Regions from separate parts of the Zea mays genome. Here region 2 is linked to region 1. A link is a contact called in public Hi-C data. All regions are on one chromosome and are shown on one strand. Each heading gives the region's core, a stretch centred on a gene start, on an enhancer-like site or on the middle of the called end of the contact. The rest is flanking DNA. Distances are from core to core; before and after follow the strand shown. Region 1 holds the start of LOC103645821 (ethylene-responsive transcription factor ERF003). Region 2 holds the start of LOC100279923.

Region 1 (3,105 bases), core at 186-2,685:
CAAAGACCCATCTGAGCTAGCGTGTGTGTGAAAACAGCGTGCAACTTTGGATGTAATCTGAAAACGCCCCCACGGCTGCTACACTCGATAAGAAAAGGGAAACAATGATTGTTAGGTTCTTTTGCTTATCTCTTCTAGTAACCTCGTACTGCCTGAGTGTGTGCTTACCTCAGCTACGTGTACTCGACTAGTAACCAGCCGTCGTAGGTGAGACGATGCATCCTGTGCATGGCAATGATAGATTAACTTATTCTGTTTCACGAATGATTTTTTTTTCCAACAAAAATGTGCGGAGATGCATGGTAAAGTACTGTATCTGTCAAAGTGTAAACATCTCATCGGGCATCCTAGTCAGTTCGTTCAAACTTAAGTAAAAGACAGGCCATGCAAAGGTCAGGGCAGAATGAACACCGTCGGCAAGCGACCTTTGAAAGATCTGACGAGAAATGAAATGACAGCACCGGCAGCCAGTCTCACGTTCAGTCCATCGAATCCCAGTAGAACGAACGAGGTGTGAGGCACGGGCATCAGCCATCAGCTAGCCTGACGCATGACTGCGTCCATGTCCACACCTGGACAAATGTACGTTCGCAAATGGGTGCGTCTGACCGTGCCTGCAACTGCTAGCTAGCACGCACGAGCTGAGGGTACATCTCGATCTCCCAGTCCCATGTGTACGGTGCTTTGCTCGCCAGAGCGTACGGCACGCTAGCTACACCTCCTCCCACTCCGGGGACGTCCGGCCGTACGTGCACATTGATCGATCGGGCATATATGTCCGGCCGGGCGGACGGACGGCGATCCGGCCGCGCCTTTGTCCGCGACCGCGCGCGTTTGTGCGGCGAGCAAAGTCCGTTCACTGCACCTGCTGCGCCGTTCCGCGCGACGACGACGACGACGGCGCCGTGGTGGCGACCGGCGGAGCGGCCGCCCCGACACAGCCCGGCCATGCGGCGCGGGCATGGAGACCGCGGCGTGGCCCACGTCGCCATTCGCCAACACGTTCCCGTGCCGTGCGTCGCCGGCGGTCTCTACTCCAGCGCAGCAGGCGGCGGCCACTCAGTCCCAGTCCCAGTCCCACCAGGGAGATTAGAGTGGACGGCTGGAGGACGCAAGGACGGCTGCGCCCCGCGCGGCGCCCGGGGCCGGTTCGTCGCCGTGTCGACATGCGTGGCAGCACCGTCGTCCGATCGCGGATCGTGGCACGACACCTATGGTGACGTGCATGCATGCTGCTTATCGATCGACTTATCGTCGCGCGTCGGGTTTTGTGTCGCCTCTTGCTTGCTCAGTGAGAGTGGGCCGTAGTGGTGGCAGATGGGTGCAGGATTTTTTTTTTGAACTGGGTCAATGAAATTTCGATCATTGGAAACATATAATAGAGTTCATAAATGCAAATGATAGTACAGCTAGTTTTTTTATTAAAAAAAGGAATACACAATTTTGAATTCAAAACAGCGTAACAATATCATGAATTCATGATATCGTATATACCTAATACCTAAAAGAGATTTAAAGAAAGGGACAAAGGGCTAGAAGCACGCTGATCCTAAGTGTTGTCTATCGAACGGCACACGAAAGATTTATAAATGTTTAGGACGCAATGACCGTCTAGCTAGCTCTTCTCTTCCGTCTTCCCTTTTGCTCATGGTAAAAGTTGTAGACTAACTGGCCCTAGATCACCACTAGCTATTTCATGAATAATCAAGAGCGAACAATAATCGATCCGAGCCGAATCTGAATTCAACTATGATCCGCAGTTATCCGACCCCACCTCTGCGTCTCGCCGAAGCCGGCCTGTACTTGTGGTTCTGCCGTCGTCCCTGGGCCACTCGCCGTTCAGGTGTTCCGGCGACTTGGCAAGTGTACGTCACAGTGACCGGCGCAAAGGCAAAGCTCGCTCTGACCTTGCTCCATGTATCTGCAGGGACGAGCTAGCGTGTGCAGTCGTCGTACGTCGCCACCCTGTGTTAATTTGTACATTTGCCGTGGATGATCAATGCCAAATGGGTGGTACTACTAATAAGCTAGTAAAGCGTATCTCGCGAGCTGTGAGCATCCATGCATCTCCAACAGGGCCTGCGTATGATACGTACTACATCTACTAGCTGTGTTGATCATGGTCTCTCATCTATCTATATGATATGGCTAAGCTGCAGTAGAAGCAGTAGCTAGCATCTATATATCGATGTATCTCTTGCATTGCATAGAGTGTATACTCGCAGGCCACCCTTGGGCTTGGGCGCAGTATATAAGCTAGCAGCCGGCACCTGAAGCATCTCAAGTCCACGCACCACCGAACAGACAGAGACCGCGGAGCAGAGTGGCCGCCCATCGCCATGCCGAAGCTGCAGAGGTTCAGAGGAGTGAGGCAGAGGCACTGGGGCTCCTGGGTCTCCGAGATCCGACACCCACTCCTGTAAAGTTCTCTGGTCACTCATGCCATGTCAATAATGCATGTTCAGAGACGCGTGCGTCTGATGAGCTGTGAGCGCCTGTGCAGGAAGACGAGGATCTGGCTGGGCACGTACGAGACGGCGGAGGACGCGGCGCGGGCGTACGACGAGGCGGCGCGCCTGATCAGCGGCCCCGCGGCGCGCACCAACTTCCCCCTTACCGGCGGCGGCGGCGGGGGCACGCTCTCCCCGACGCTGCGCGCGAAGCTGGAGAAATGCTGCTGCACGGCGCTGGCGCAGGAGGCGCAGCACGGCGCGGACGTGCCGCGGACGGGTGCGGGTCGGGGCGACGACGGCAGTAGCCGCCGCGATCGCCGGCGGGACGGCGACGAGGAGGATGAGGAGGCCGGCGTGAAAGTCGAGCCCGACGCCGACGCCGACGGCGAGGAGTACATCGAGGAGATGATCAGGGAGCTCACCTACTACGGCCCTGTCGAGATACAGCACCACCCGTCGGCCGCCGGCGGCGGCGGCGCCTGCTCGAGCTCGGCGATCGGGTGACTGACGAGCTGCCTATAGATTGCTTAGCCGGCTGTGCAGTGCAGTCGACGTCGTTGTACAGCGTTTGTTTCGCTAGGCATGCAGGCACATTTAGCCTGGGGCCCGCCCGACCCGGAGGGATGATGGGCCCTTTCCTGTTCCTGTTCCT
Region 2 (3,105 bases), core at 337-2,836, 270 kb after region 1:
GGTTACGATTTATACTCTTGTATAGTAAGGACCTGTTTGGTTAGAGGGATTAATATTTAATTCATGGTTTTTAGTTCTGTTTAGTCTTTATTTTGCCAAACAGAGGGACTAAAGTAGGGACTAATTATTTTTAGTCTTCCCTTACATGGGTGCTAAAAGGAACTAAAGAACAACTTTCATTTTTAATTGTCCTTATCTAGAAAATTAGTGTTAAACAAGAAAAAGAGACATTTTAGTTTTTATATGTTGTATTTAATGTATTTAGAATCTGTTTAGTCTCTATAACTAAATAAAATAAGGATTAGAGTTTAATCTCGAACTAAACTTTAGTCCTAAGACTAATAGAACCAAACACGACATAAAAGGCATACAGCCCTCCGCAGCTGCCGCGTAGTACATGGAGCACTGCCTTAAATAAATATCGTGGAAGTTGCAGATGCCGGCCGCGTATCCCAGTCCAGAATCTAGAGTCGAGACAAAAGCCAATTTTCCCGACTGATTGAAAATCCCCGCTCGCTGTTGACTGCAGATGCAATCCCAGTATCCCACAAGCACAAAATCCTCAAATGGCCTGTCACGCCTTTCGCATTCCTTTCCCGCAACAGAAAATTTTCCTTATAATCACTGTATGTTATTTTTCGCGTTTAAGAAAAGCAAGCGAAAAAAGTTCCTTATAATTATGTACGTTATTTTTTTCGTTTAAGAAAAAGCAAGCGGACAAGGCACTTCCAGCCCGCGGGCTTGTCCGTCCGCAACAATTAAGGATGATAACAGAAAATTCTCCATCCGGAATAACTCTCTATACCATTTTCACGACCAAAGAATTTCACCTCGGGATTCATACTAACACTTAGGGTTTATTCGTTTACTCTCAATCCATATGAATTAGATAGGATTAGATATGCTTCAGTCTTAAATAAATCAAAATCTTTCATAATTTTTTTCAATCTCATCCAATCCACACGTGATAGGAATAATCGAACAAGCCCTGGGATATTTCTTTCCCATCTACGTTCTCCGCAGGAATAATTCCCGAAGGATATCTCGTTTTCATTTAAATTATAATTACGACATACATCTTTTATTATTAATGCAAAACATTTTTACTTATACTTATCGTAAGACATAATAAATCATTATGTGTCATTAAAATGAACACATTTATATAATAATTAATCTCTAGACAAGGAAATTATTTATTTTTATTATTAATTAGTTTAAAAAACATTGTCGTATGCTGGTTTAAAGGGTCTCTGGGTCTCCGCGGGGAACAGAGATGGGAAATGCTTCCCTGTCCCCATCATCTCGGAAAGAATTCCTCTCTATTTTATATCATAAACTTTCTCATCTTCGCTCTCTAGATTTCTGTTTGAGTACTCTAGTATTGATCTCAATCTATAATATTAAAGTGAATTGAGGTATAAATTAGTTTAATTTACGTCTTAATTCACCTCAAGATTGAGATACTAGGCCTTGGAGGGAATTTCCGTGGAGAATCAGGATCGGCCCCATTGCCGTCTCTAGCACCACTAGTAGCGAAGCCACTGGTTGTTGGTAGGTGCACGCACCCCACCCCCTCCTGCCGTCCTCGATCTCGTCTCCTCCTCCCTACCCAATCCCTCGCGGTGGGCGAGGGTGGAAGCGAGTGACGATGGCGGCGCTGGAGGCGGCGAGGGAGTGGGCGGGCTCCGTCATACCGCCGGAGCTCGCCGCCGCCGCGGGGGGAGACCCACTCGCCGCGCTGGCGGCCACCGCCGCGGCCCTCGTCGCGGGGCTGCTTATTATCGCTGTCTGGTTCCGATCCGGAGGCGGGACGCCGTCCAAGCCGGTCGCCACGCCGGTACGGCCACCGCCGGTCAAGGTGGACGCCGACGCCGACGTTGATGACGGCCGGAAGCGCGTCACCATCTTCTTCGGCACACAGACTGGCACCGCCGAGGGGTTCGCAAAGGTCGCTGCCCGATCCGATCCCACTCGCGTTTAGTCTAGTTTGTTCCGTTGCCTCTTTTTTTTTTTGACTCGATGCGTTTATGTACTCATCAGTCCATGGCGGAGGAGGCGAGGGCGCGGTACGAGAAGGCCGTGTTCAAAGTGGTGGATCTGGTAATTTTGCATGATCTACATCTATATGCGTACGTGTGTGTTCTAAGCTAGATTGGGCTGCCGGCTGTGCTGGAGCTTGAGAGATTTCTGGGACGTGTGCAGGATGACTATGCTCAGGAGGACGAGGAATACGAGGAGAAGCTGAAGAAGGAAACTGTGGTGCTGTTCTTCCTAGCAACGTGAGCCCCCCCCCCCCCCCCCCCCTCCTCTGTGTGCTGATTCGCCCATTGGCGGATTGCGCCCGTTGTCGCTTGCACCTTATTCCATGACCCACCTGCCTTTGGTTGGAGCTCAAATTAAGCTGTCTGGATCGGTGAATTGCGGCTTTTGTCGCTTGTGCCTTGATTCCACAGTTGATAATCCACCTGTCTTTTGTTGTCAAGATCAAGCGAACTTTGTGGACGCCTAGCTTCCGTCATTTGTCGCTTGTTGCTAAATTCCATTGATTACAATCCAACTTTTGTGGCTTGGTGAATTACTCTTTTCTGTGTGCCCTAGTAGCTAGTTCCATAATGCACCTGCCTTATTTTGTTAAGCTTAATTTCTGTGTAGATTGGCTAAGCACCTTTGTTGGTCACTTCTTAATTAGGAATCCAGCTGCCTTGTAAATTTCAAATGCCCAGTCCTTTTACTTGGTGTGCCTTAGAAAAAAACACTTTGTATGAGGTGAAAAAACACTTTGTAACTTTAATCATCCATTGATGACATGATAGTTTAATGTAGCCTTCCACTGATAACGCATAGTTTAATGATACATGTGTTGCGAAAGGGCCTCTAGCCGAGTTGGTTAGGTGGTATGAGTAGCACTCCTCAAGTCTTAGGTTCAACTCCCCGTGGAAGCGAATTTTAGGTTGTGGTTAAAAAAAAATCCCTCGTCTGTCCCACGCCAAAGCACAGGTCTAAGACCCCGTCGCTGTCGTTTCTCACATGGGCTATGGTGCCGCTGTGTATGGGTGGGGCAGGTGTTCGCGGGTTTTTTCGACCTGTCTGGGGCTGTCTTAC

The links. A called contact is a pair of places that touch in the nucleus more often than the background predicts.
Region 2: a contact with region 1 is called in a Hi-C map of tassel, with 1.7 times the contacts expected there. The contact joins the promoter of LOC100279923 here to the promoter of LOC103645821 in region 1. A contact is called at or near these places in 2 of 25 Hi-C or Micro-C datasets (leaf and tassel).

The regions. Positions count from the first base shown.
Region 1 is chr2:4,584,834-4,587,938 of Zm-B73-REFERENCE-NAM-5.0, forward strand. LOC103645821 (ethylene-responsive transcription factor ERF003) reads left to right here and starts at 1,436. Exons shown (of 2, transcript XM_020548020.2): 1 at 1,436-2,419; 2 at 2,504-3,105. The coding sequence starts at 2,340. The coding sequence ends at 2,957.
Region 2 is chr2:4,854,571-4,857,675 of Zm-B73-REFERENCE-NAM-5.0, forward strand. LOC100279923 reads left to right here and starts at 1,587. Exons shown (of 18, transcript NM_001152873.2): 1 at 1,587-1,951; 2 at 2,044-2,103; 3 at 2,206-2,282. The coding sequence starts at 1,652.